Linked DNA regions of Sus scrofa: regions 1, 3 and 4 are each linked to region 2. The links are chromatin contacts, called in public Hi-C and promoter capture Hi-C maps. All regions are on one chromosome and are shown on one strand. The core of a region is the stretch at or near the end of the contact, and the rest is flanking DNA. Distances in the headings are between cores, read along the strand shown.

Evidence for each region. Promoter capture Hi-C pulls out the DNA fragments that hold promoters and counts their contacts. Hi-C and Micro-C count contacts between places; a contact is called where the count stands out from the background.
Region 1: a promoter capture Hi-C map of fetal liver shows a contact between it and region 2, with 2.4 times the contacts expected there. The contact joins the promoter of IST1 here to the promoter of DHX38 in region 2. A contact is called at or near these places in 2 of 5 promoter capture datasets (fetal liver and liver).
Region 3: a Hi-C map of mesenteric adipose tissue shows a contact between it and region 2, with 2.8 times the contacts expected there. The contact joins the promoter of ATXN1L here to the promoter of DHX38 in region 2. A contact is called at or near these places in 4 of 47 Hi-C or Micro-C datasets (alveolar macrophages, liver, mesenteric adipose tissue and 1 more) and 1 of 2 datasets of contacts at active chromatin or transcription factors (alveolar macrophages).
Region 4: a Hi-C map of skeletal muscle shows a contact between it and region 2, with 8 times the contacts expected there. The contact joins the promoter of AP1G1 here to the promoter of DHX38 in region 2. A contact is called at or near these places in 2 of 5 promoter capture datasets (fetal liver and liver), 6 of 47 Hi-C or Micro-C datasets (embryonic fibroblasts, heart right ventricle, liver and 1 more) and 1 of 2 datasets of contacts at active chromatin or transcription factors (alveolar macrophages).

What each region holds. Positions count from the first base shown.
Region 1 is chr6:14,867,177-14,870,204 of Sscrofa11.1, forward strand. IST1 (IST1 homolog) reads left to right here and starts at 1,683. Exons shown (of 10, transcript XM_021093850.1): 1 at 1,683-1,817. It overlaps ZNF821 (zinc finger protein 821), which reads right to left. Exons shown (of 8, transcript XM_021093841.1): 2 at 1,619-1,681.
Region 2 is chr6:14,996,716-14,999,625 of Sscrofa11.1, forward strand. It overlaps DHX38 (pre-mRNA-splicing factor ATP-dependent RNA helicase PRP16), which reads left to right and starts at 1,376. Exons shown (of 27, transcript XM_021093857.1): 1 at 1,376-1,742. TXNL4B (a long non-coding RNA gene) reads right to left here and starts at 1,362. Exons shown (of 3, transcript XR_002344529.1): 1 at 993-1,362.
Region 3 is chr6:14,835,198-14,838,219 of Sscrofa11.1, forward strand. It overlaps ATXN1L (ataxin-1-like), which reads left to right and starts at 1,535. Exons shown (of 3, transcript XM_005664370.3): 1 at 1,535-1,661.
Region 4 is chr6:14,808,096-14,811,196 of Sscrofa11.1, forward strand. AP1G1 (AP-1 complex subunit gamma-1) reads right to left here and starts at 1,726. Exons shown (of 24, transcript XM_003126897.6): 1 at 1,315-1,726.

The sequences.
Region 1 (3,028 bases), core at 433-2,932, 130 kb before region 2:
GTCTTCTATCATATCTGCATATCAAACACAGTTCTTTTTCAGACCTTTAATTAAAAAAAAAAAAACAACTCCAAATGTATACAGTAAAAATCAATTTTAACTATTTAGGGGGGAACTATGCTGAAGGCTAATGCTAATGAAATGTGTTCTCTAAGTTCTGTTTGTGTAGATCATCAGCATCAGCAGTTATTTATTAACCAAAGCAGTGAATGAATTTTACACTCTTGGTTTTTTCCTGTAAGTTTGTGGAACCACAAGTGGAAAGCTGAATCAAGTGCAGGATGCCTATCATTACTTTTCCTAAAATTTGTAAAGCTACAGCTCTCTATTGTATGAGAAAGAAAATGAATTCTTAACTATTCCTTTTTTTTTTTTTTTTTGGTCTTTTTGTCTTTTCTAGGGCCGCTCTCACGGCATGTAGAGGTTCCCAAGCTAGGGGTCCAATCGGAGCCACAGCCACCAGCCTACACCACAGCCACAGCAACGCCGGATCCACAATCCACTGAGCAAGGCCAGGGATCAAACCCGCAACCTCATGGTTCCTAGTCGGGTTCGCTAACCACCACGCCACGATGGGAACTCCCTTAACTATTCTTTAAATTTTCTTCGCATCAAGATCAGAAATTAGGAGTTCCCAACATGGCTCAGTGGTCAATGAACCCGACTAGAATCCATGAGGACACAGGTTTGATCCTGGGCCTTGCTCAGTGGGTTAAGGATCTGGCATTGCCCTGAGCTGTGGTGTAGGTTGCAGACATGGCTTGGATCTGGTGTTGCTGTGGCTGTGGTATAGCCAGGAGCTGTAGCTCCGATTCCATCCCTAGCCTGGGAACCTCCATATGCTGCAGGTGTGACTCTCAAAAGCCGAAAAAAAAAAAGCAGATAATCTTGGTGAGACAACAGTTCTATACTAAAGCTACAAGTCAGAAACAAAAATCACCATCTGCATATTTAAATCGCCAGTGTCCACTGCATCTCACAATCCTCCTAGTGGCCAAATGGGGAACCAAGCAGATGGTACCCAGTGAGACTTCACACCTGAGGGATTAAGGGGAAAAAATAAGCAAATACTCTTTCCTCCCTTTAAAAAAAGAAAGCCTATGGAGCTGTGGACTCCGGAAAATAAGCTAAAAATTATTTAATTAATTAACAATAAATAACTAGCCCTGGAGCTACATTCTCGATTGCACAACAAGATCTCTGAGGTTAAACAACAGTTTTATAGGCAGTAAAAGCTAATAAAGCCATGGATACATTGCCCTATAGTTCACTAACTCAGTTTTACTTTCAACACTGCCTCAATTCCCAGGGCTGAATCTGAAACCAACATAAAAATGTAAAAGGAGAGCCTGAACATCACCATCTGGAAGAAAAACAGGATGGGAAGAAAGGTAACCGGTGAGATTCAGGTCTACAAGAGGTTCCATTTACAAAGGGAGGCAGTTTTGTCTGTCTTTAGAACGAGGTTAAGAATCCTTGGGAGCGAGGCCAACGTCTCCCTTTAACACTATTCCTGCTCTCCCACAGGTGTTAGGTTGCAGCTTCCAGGACACACTGGACTTTAGCAAGGGAAAAACGGGTGAAATCCAACCTTTCAAAAAAGAGGGTGCATTCTTACCTCCAGCTCTGGTGCAGTTCCCACGGAGCAAAGTTAATTTGCCTGAATCCCAGTGATTTGTATCTGCCAAAAAGGAGAGGACAGGAAAGCCGGTCACGTAGCCGCCTCACTGCTCACCCTGTTCCCACTTGTGTTTGGTCTGGAGCGTGCGTATAATCAGCCGAGATGGTCCCTCCGGCATCTTCAAGCGTGAGCACAGGTAGATTCCCGGGAATTATCATACAAGAGACAGAGGTCTTCCGATGCGGCTCAGACAAACCCCAGACAACACGGGCTACTCAGAAATCTAAATTTAGAAGCCCGTTTGCGAGACCCAGACGCGGGACAGATACCCCGATCTGCACTCCCACGCCCATCCTCCCCCTCCCCCAGAACAGCCTGTCAGACGCCGGGGCCGTCCCGGCGGTGCCGACTGAGCCCGACCTGGGCCCACGCGGGGAGGGCGGCGGCGCGGACGCCCCTCCCTCGCCCGAGACCGCCGGAGAGACGGAAAGAGGAACGGCCGCCGCGGGGAGGCAGCCAGGTCAGGCCTCGTCGCGGGAGCCCGGGGCAGGGGGAGGGTCAGAGCCTGGGCTGCCCCCGCCCCCCAAGCCGGAGCGAGCCCCTGGTCCCCTCCCCAGACACAGACAGACAAAAGGGCCGACAGCCGGCGACCGAGGGTGGGGGGTGAGGAGCCCTGCATCCTCTGTCTGGCCTGGGAGGGAAAGAGTCGAGGGTCTTTTTACCCGGCGCCTCCGCGCTCCGCGGCTCTCCGGGTCCCTGGGCCCCGCCTACGGACAGACGGACCGCCGGACAATGGGCCACGGGCCGCAGCTCAGGCCGGCCGAACCGGGGCTTTCCGGGACTGGGCCCCAGCGGGCAGAGGGCAGCTCCGGGCCGAGCCGGTGGCGGGGAGCCGAGGGGTGGCGCTGCAGACGGACAAAGCCCACGGCAGACAGACAGACGGAGGGGGAAAAGATGGCGACGCGGGCGGCGGGAGCGCGCAGCTCGCGCACCCGCAGCGAGTGGGGCGCGTGCACGAGCCTCTCCTCTCCCTCCCCCTCCCCCCTACTCCAGTTCGGTCCCCCTCCCCGCTCCCAGGCGCGCGCCCGATGGCGTGGGCGGGGCTTGAAAGGCAAGGGGTCCCGGGAGGTGGGCCTTAAGGGAGCATCCAATCACAGACATTGGAGAGGGGCCTCGCCTCCATCCTCGCGCCGGAGAGACCCCCCCAGCCTCGTACACTCCCACGTCGCGCTATGGCCCTGTCGGCCCCTCAGCTCCCCTATCCTCTCCTGAACCTGAAACCTCCACCGGGACTGTCAGCTCTGAACCTGGTTTCTTACCCCACCTTCGAGTTCAGCCACAAAACCCACATCCCCCAACCACAGCTCCACCGCAGCCACCCCTTCTCCTTCGTTCAACCTTAGTACC
Region 2 (2,910 bases), core at 126-2,625:
GTTGTCATCAGAGTGAGTGGGGAGGTGAGGGTGTGAGAGTGGAATTGAATAAATGTTGAAAAAAGGAAAGGGAAATTGAGACCACACCTAAGAAAATGTCTATAGCAAAGGATAAAAACAAGGAATTCAGAAAGAAGACAGACGAGAAAAAAAAAAATTTGGAAAGTTTCACTGCTAAGTAAAGAAAAGCAAATTAAAAGATGTATTTTAGGAGTTCCCACTGTGGCACAGCGGAAATGAATCCAACTAGCATCCATGAGGATGTGGATTTGATCCCTGGCCTCTCTCAGTGGGGTGGGGGGGAATCTGGCCTTGCGTCAGCTCTGGTGTAGGCCAGCAGCTGTAGCTCTGATTTGACTCCTACCCTGAGAACTTCCATATGCTGTGGGTGTGGCCACAAAAAGTAGAAAAAAAAAAGTTATATTTTAAAAAGCCATTAAACTGGCAAAGATTAAATGATAAAGGCAAGAATGTCAGTGAAGGGACAGGCTTCATAGTCCCCCCTAGAAAACAGAGAACAAACCTTGTCTAGAAAGAAACCTGAAATACAACTCCATTTCTGAGAATTATTTCCTAGTAAATAACCAGACATACGCAGAAAGATTTATGTAAAAAGGATATTTGTCACGTTTTTAACAGTGAAAAACTGGAAACAACTTACACTGCCATCGGTAGGAGAATCGTGAAATGAAGGATGGCAGTCCTGTAACATACTAACACACTGTCACTACATATTGCGTTATAGATTAACAATTCAGATACGTGAAAAATCCTCGTAATAAAGAAAAAAGTCATAAAACAGTAGTATACAAAGGGTGATTCCGCTTTTGTACAAAACCTAACTATAATGCAAATATACATATTCACATAGGAAATAACTAAAAATGAATATCCTCAAACACCCTCAGTGGTTTTCACTGCGTGTGAACTTACGAGTGACTTTTACTCACACTGGGGTGCACGTCTTCATTTTTCCAATATCCCCGACATACCTATTTTTTATGATGCCAGTGGCTGGACTACTCCTGGCCCACAAGTGCCGGGGAAAAATGATACTTTATTTGCACGTCATCTTCCTCGCCAGCACTTCAAGGCTTTCGGCAACCCTGACACTTTCTCCAAAAAGCCGCGACGCCGGCGACTCCTTTCTTCTTCCGCAACCGCGGCGGCGACCCTAAACCAGAGTAACCCAGGGGCTGTTGCCAAATAACTCTCGGCCGACCTCTTAAGTGGACGGAAACGGAAAAAGAAAACGCACAAACGCAGTGATTAACGCGCGGTCTGTTCAGTTCAGCAGCCCAATAAGCGGAAGGGCCTATTCTACTCACGGCCAATCTTCCCCGCTGCGACCGGAAGCCTTAGGGTCACTTCCGCCCTTGTTAAACATGGCCGATCCCACCCCGCATTCCAATTAGGGGGCTGCCCAACTCTTAGACTAACCGTGATTGGTCGCCAAGAGACTCGGAAGTGTCTGTAATAAATGTCTTATCCCAGCCTCAGCGGAGGACCGTCTAGTCCAACAAGCGTGGTCCCCTTCCGCCCCGCACTAGGAACTCGCGTTTTCCGGGCTGATCTCGATGGTATCTTTGGACGGATAGAGGGGACCGCGCAAAGTATTATGGGACAACGATGGCCGCTTTCAAGGTGCGGGTTTTGGCTTTCTGAGACGTTCTGAGCGAGGAGTGGCTGCGCCAGCGCCCCAGAATCCGGGACAGAAGGTCTCGAGAGTCGGGCGTGGTGAGGTGAGTGTCCCTTCTTCCTTTCCGACCTTTTCTTACCCAGTCGTGGTGGCTCCAGGCAGCGGATATTGGTCCCTCTTTCGGGTTTGGGCCTAGACTTGGGAATCCTTGTCTTTGTCAGCCAGTGTGCCTTATTCGCTGTAGGGATATTGCGCAGGACAGCCTGCCGCGGCCTTCCTCTTTATTCTGATCAGATCCTGCATTTTGGTGCGTCCCCGCTGAGGTCCAGGGATGCTGCCCTGGGCGTCACCTGCTCCCTTCCTTAGGCCTCCGCATTAGCCCACTCCCAGACGGACTCCGAACCCAGTAGGGGTTCTTTGGGCTTCCTCTTCTCTGTCACAGTGGTATCTCTATCAGGCGATATCCTCTGCTAGAATGTCAACTCCAAGAAGGTCTGGACTTTTGTCTCTTCTCTTCTCTATCTCTAATGCCCAGAACAACGACTGGCTCACAGAAAGCTGTCAGTGAATAATTATTGAATGAATATATTCAGTTTCTTTCTTCACTATTTTCCTTATACCTCTTGTGGCTTCTTTACCATTAATACTTATTCGCAAAACAGCAGTTAACTCCTCAGCCACTCGTTGTCCTGTCAAACTCTTTTTCCTGTGCTCCTAGTACCTGTCCTTGCTGTCTTTAGGAATTTCTGGCTCCCTATCTCCTTTAATCAGTTTAAACTTGTTCATTCATTAATTCTTCACATGGTTCTGTTGTAGGCACTGGGCGTAGTAGTCATTAAGACAGACAAGGTTCTCCTGCATAAAATGACATACTAGGGGTATTTTTTCTAGTTCAGACTACTGAGCAGAGTCTGTATGTCCTACCTTCCTGGATTTGCTCACATGAGTACAGATATCACCAGTAGGTAGCTTTCCCTTTTCCCTTCTACCTAATGGCATTTTTTTTAAAATTTTTTTTGTCTTTTTGTCTTTTTGTTGTTGTTGTTGTTGCTATTTCTTGGGCCGCTCCCGCGGCATATGGAAGTTCCCAGGCTAGGGGTCCAATCGGAGCTGTAGCCACCGGCCTACGACAGGGCCACAGCAACGCGGGATCTGAGCCGCATCTGCAACCTACACCACAGCTCACGGCAACGCCGGATCGTTAACCCACTGAGCAAGGGCAGGGATCGAACCCGCAACCTCATGGTTCCTAGTCGGATTCGTTAACCACT
Region 3 (3,022 bases), core at 285-2,784, 160 kb before region 2:
CCATAGAAATACATAAAAATATGCAACTATAATGTCATATGTCTTACATCATTAGATACAAGATCTCACACTTATTTTTTCACTTAAAATGTTTTGAAAGCTCTTCTATCTACATTTTACTCCAATCCCTCTATCCAGTTCAAACTCCTCATTTAGAAAAAGTGGAGGAGTTCACGCCGTGGTGTAGCAGAAACGAATCCAGCTAAGAACCATGAGGTTTCCGGTGCAATCCCTGGCTTCACTCAGTGGGTCGGGAATCTGGCATTGTCGTGAGCTGTGGTGTAGGTCACAGATGCAGCTTGGATCTGGTGTTGCTGTGGCACTGGCTGGCAGCTGTAGCTCCAAGTAGATCCCTAGCCTGGGAACCTCCATATGCCATAGGTGTGGCCATAAAAAAGCAAAAAAAAAAAGGGGAAAAAAAGAAAAAGTGGAAAAACCCAAGTCTCAAATAGTAAAATGACCCCCCCCCAGGGCCGCTCTCCACTGTATATGAAGGGGTCCAATTGGAGTTGTAGACCCCAACCTACACCAGAGCCACAGAAACACCACATCTGAACCACGTTTGCAACCTACAACCACACCTCATGGAAATGCCAGATTCTTAACCTGCTGAGCAAGACCAGGGATCAAACCTGCAACCTCATGGTTCCTAGTCAGATTCATTAACCACTGCACCACCACAGGAACTCTGTAAAGCAACTTTCGTAAGGCTGGATAGTACTTTCAAAATCAAACAAAAGTCAGCTACTACTTACTGCACAAAATTTGCAGCAACTGAAAAGGGGAAAATCTACTCAGAATCCAATCTCTCCAATAGCTAAAGTTATTTTTTTCTCAGCCCAGCTTCTGTCTGGACGCAGAACTACTTTTCGTACATAGTTGTAATCAAAGCACATGTTCAACTGATGTTAATTTTTTTCCACTTAAGTTAATCAGATGTTTATATAAAGTCGACTAGTTAACTGGCAAGGAAGGGTGACCTAATAATAGCTCATGGAGTACTCAGGCCCTCTTGCCACTAAATTAGGCTGCTTGCCATCGTAACTAGCTAACCCCCTTCCTCTCATTCCTCAAGACATTCTAGTCAGTAGCTTCACCTTCCCCTGAATCCTGGGTTCTGTCCATTCTCATCCCTCTCAGAGCCATTTCTAACTCCTAAATCTCTAGGGGAATCCCTTTACTCTCCTGGGCCGGGCTTGTCTCAAAGTTTCCCGAGGTTCCCAAGAAGAGCTTCACAAGACTGTCCAGGAAATGAGGATCGCTGACCACCACGCCTCAGGGCTCTTTTTGTAGCCCCCAAAGTTTATTGAGTAGAGACTGCAGGGTCATTGTAGGGTCAGGGTGAGGACGCCTGGCCAGGCCCTATTCACGTGACCGGACCCAGGAGGAGGAGTTCGTTTTCCCACCAGAGGGGGCGCTGGGGGCAATGGGCGGGTAGCCAGCCTCCTCCCTTCCCCGGTACTCCGGGCATTGCTCGCCAGTCCGGGTCGTGACGTAATCTCCCCGCGCCGGGGGCGGTACGCGCTTGACGCCATCTCCGGGCGCCCGGCTGGGGGGGCGCTGGGTGTGGGGCGGCTCCGGCGCCGGGGATGGCGGCGGCCGCGGTTGCGGCGGCTCCGGGACAAGAGGGAGGAGCCCGGGGAGCGCCGTGAGATGGGCCGGTGAGTGTCGCCGGGAGTGGGGGCTACCGAGTCGGCCTTACTGCGGCCAATGAGGCCTGGGCTCGCAGCTCTGGAGGAAGTGGCCCCCCGGAGCCGGTTGCCCCGCGGACCGAGGGAGCGAAAGAGGCCGCGCCTAGACCCCCGACCGCTTCTCACTGGCCCGGCCCAGAGAGCGGCCCCAGGCTGTGTCCCTGTGGGCCGAGGTATCCGAGTCCTGGGGGCGGGAAGCTGCCCCCAAACAAGGAAGCATTGCCTGCGGGGCCTCGCCCCTGCCCCTCTGCCTGAAAGGTCGACCCCGACTTTCTGACCGCAGATTTCCCAAATTCGGGCCCTTCCTCTGTTGTTGAGAGGACTGAGGGTTCACGGGAAGCCATAACCCCTGGTCTCTTCTAAGCTCCTCTCTTTCTGGCGGGCGCACCTCTCTCAGCGAATTCGAGTCTTAGGCTGGGATCAGCCTCTTGATTCCGGGCTCTGCTGGCAGTGTTGGCAGTTCTCCGGAATGGTCCCCCTTTCCTGTTAGCTCGGTTGGGCTCGCAAGTTAGGTCTTCCCCTGGAGAAATCCTCATTGAGCCCCTACAGTGACGAGGTTTCAGATTCCGAAATGTGTTTTGCCGTCGTGGGAACCTGGTGCTCAGGCTTGGCTCTTTGTTGTCATTCCCGCAGACCTTTTGCCTCTTTCAGTCCTTTTATTAGCTTGTGATTGGCTAACCCCTCAGTGACCTAGAGGCAGGTTTTCTTTAATATTTTAATTGTATGGAGCAAGGATCATTCTGGGATTGAATGTGTGACCCCAGTTTCTCTTGGAAATGAGGGAGAAAGCTAACTGCTTTTCACTTACTGGAACTGCTGGCAAAGAGGGTATACAGACTGTGCCCACTGTGAAAAGTTGTGTTTATGGAACCAAAGATTTGTGTTTCTACCTTGTTTTCCTGTCTTGTCGCATTTATTGTACCCACGCACCGTGTAGATCTTGAGAGAAATGTCTTCAGTTTGGTTTGAGGCTTGCAGGGTTCTGTAGGACTTGGACAGCACAGTGGGTAGTTTCTCCAAGTACTGGTCAGTGCTGCTTTCTCTGTTTTCAGAGGTTAAGACTCTCTTCTTCAGTGCTTATTGTTTCTGGTGTGTGAAGATTCAGATATTGACAGCTTAACATGAATTTTGTTTCCCCATTGTTAGCTAGGTGAGGATGAAGGCAATGCTTTCAGTTTGTGTCACACTTGATTCAGCACTTAGTACAAAGTTGTCACTTAGAAAATTTTACACATGCACACACACACAGGAACCTGTTATTTTTTTTTTTAAACCCTGGAAATCTGTTAATAATGCTTCCTCTTGAGTGACTCCCCCTTGACCTCTTTTTC
Region 4 (3,101 bases), core at 476-2,975, 190 kb before region 2:
GTGAATTACTGTGAAATGCCTTTTATTCAAGCACGCTATAATATAAACATGTTAAGAGCAAAATAAAAGTAAGATTATGGGTATCTGGGGAGTCTATATTTTTAAACCAAAAAAGTTAAGGTGTATACAGTCTGACAAGTATTATGGGGAATAATGAAAGCGGATATTTAAAATCCAACTATCCCCAGAAAAATACAATACACGAAATTAATCCAAGTACTTTTTTAGAATCAGCCAACAAAGAACATTACTGTACAAACCAACTGAAAGTTAAGGTCACTAAGATATGTTCATTCACTCCTCTCTTCTGTTAAGCAATGCCCAGAGCAGCCGAAAAAGTTACTTTCCTTTCTATCTATGTCAGATTGAAATTCTTTTTCACAGGTAGATTTTCATAGGCAATGATATACACCATACATAAATATCAAAAAGTACCCAAAAGTTAAGTGTTCAGCATGGGAAGGGAACCCCACAAATGCGAAAACATTTGACAGCCTCTCCCTACCACCTCCTCTCCGCAAAGCCGTTTCATTAGCTTTACAAATATTTACACTCTGAGCGAGTGGTTCGACCCGTCTCCTACAACAAAACCCTAACAGGGAAACACAACCAACCGTCCTGACTCTCCCCAACAGTTAAGAAGACCGAGAGAATTATTAGTAGTTGACACCTACAGGATCAGGAGTTTGAGAGAAGATAAGCAGTGTATTGGCAGATGAGTTTAAGAAAAAAAGAAAATGAAAAAGAAACACCCGGAAAACTGGGAAAGAAGTTGGTAGGAAGGTTAGAGAGAGGCGAGGCCAATGTCCGGTTCTAAGAGAACAGCAATGCAGGTGCAGACAGCGACTAACGAAGCATTTGGAAACGCCGATGAGAGTTCTACGAAAGACCTGACAAGGGTACAAGATACAAGAACGCTGATACGTGGCACAGAGAAGACACGCGGGGGTGGGACCCGCCCGAGGTGGGACCCGCCCCGCTAACCCTAGGCTTTCTGAATGAGCCCTCAAAGAAGGATCTCAGCCTGAGAAAGTCAATGGGTTCAAGAAGGCCCACACCAGCCGGGCAACGCCGCAGCACGGAAGGCGGCCGCGCGCAGAGCCTCCCGGTCCGAGGCCTCGGGGTCGGCCCTCAAGAAGTCGAGGAGCTCCTGGGGCTCCGGGCCCCTACAGGCTCAGCCTCCGTCCTCTCTTCTCACCCCCCACGGCCTGGGACCGGACCCCTAGAATTGACAGGAAGTCTCCGGCCGAGCGCTCTTGACAGGCACTGGGCAAAAAAAAGCAGTATGCTCTTAGCGCCACGAGTGACACTCACCGGCCCGAAACCTCGAATGAAACCAGCAGCTTCGGGGGCGGCGGCAGCAGTGGCAGCAGGAACCGAACATCCAAAATGGCGGCTCCCTCAGCCTCACCACCGCTACTGCAGGCGGAAGGATTCTTAGGAGGGAGGGAGTTTTTTTTAACTAACTTCGCACACTATCGCAGAAACTTCAGTCCCTAGCTCCCTCTGCTTGTTGATCCCTTGTCCCCTGGCTGCAATTTCTCGTGCCTCCCCCCTCTTATTATCCAGGAACTCGGACCCCACCGAGGACTATTTGCCAAGGAGGAGGTGACTGCTCTGGCAGAGCGACGCAAAGCGTAGCAAAATTCGGGGCTGTCACTGATGACGCGAGACGCTGCTGCCGAGTCACCGCTGCGAAGAGTAGGAGCAAGAAAGATCCGGTCGACCCCGGGGCCCAGGGACATTGGTTCCGCTTGGGGTAGGGGGTGGGGAAGCTGGGCTACCAGGAAGTGGCGGGGCCACCTGAAGAGGGTGGGGCTTGCAAGGTAGCGGAGGAAGTGGAGAGCCGAGGCAGGTGGGGGCGGAGAACTCTGAGCTAGGCTAAGTGGGTCCTATGCCATGAGAACCCTAGATTCTTTTCCTATCTTCTTTGAGACCTTAGCATTCTCTTTAGGTTTAATTTCAGAAACATACTCCAAGTGATCTTGGACTCTGAGGTTTTATGGCACCTTGGAACGTATTTTGTGAAAATAGAGTTAGAAGGAGTTCCCGTTGTGGCTCAGCGGGTTGTGAACCCGACTAGAGTCCATGAGGATATGAGTGGGTTAAGTATCCGGAGTTGCCATGAGCTGTGGTGTACTCTGCAGACGCGGCTGGGATCCTTCCTTGCTGTCTGTGGCTGTGGCTTAGACCAGTAGCTCAGATTGGACCCCTAGCCTTGGAACTTCCATATGCCACATATGCGGCCCTAAAAAGCAAAAAAAAAAAACAAAAAAAAAAAAAAGCAGAAGACACAGAAGAACAGATTCCAACCCCAGTATCATCTCTCAACCTCCTGCATTGAACAAGACATTTAAAGTCTCTGGGACTCAGTTTTCTCATGTAAAAAAAGAGGATTTGGACTATCGATAGCTAAAACCTTTCAGAGTGTGCCTTCTCACTGACTCCATGCCATGATGACCTGCGCCAAAGACAGGCCAACTATACAGGCCAACCTGAGGCATCAGCCAGGTCCTGGCTTGATAAATAATTACTAACACCTTACACGAATATTTTCCACGTGCACATAAAGACTACCATGATATCTTGGCCTGTTTAAAGGAAAGGTGACCTATCTAAACTAAAATCATTCAGGTAGAATGGCAATAGAATATCCCCAAAAGTGAACAAAGCACAGCACCTAGCTAGATGACAAAGAGCTGAATCAACCACAAACCTTGAGTTTAGGACCTGTCATAGACAGGAGGTTTTTTTCCTTAGCCATTTTCAGGAAGGGATTTCAAAGCATTTTACAAAAATTGAGTAGGGCCACCTTACAATTTTGCTCTTGAACAATTGGGGCATGCCAAGGCTGGAAAGAAAGGAGACCAAGAGTGTAATAATAGTAACATCATTTTTATTAAATATTGATATTGCATTGTATATAATAAGTTCTTCATATATATAATTTAATTTGACCCACATGACCACCTCCTGAGTCGGACTAGCTTAGTTTTAGGAGTTCCCATTGTGGCTCAGCAGGTTACAAACCTACTATCCGTGGGATGCAGCTTGAATCCCTGGCCCCACTCAATGGGTTAAGGATCTGGCAGTGCCCAAGC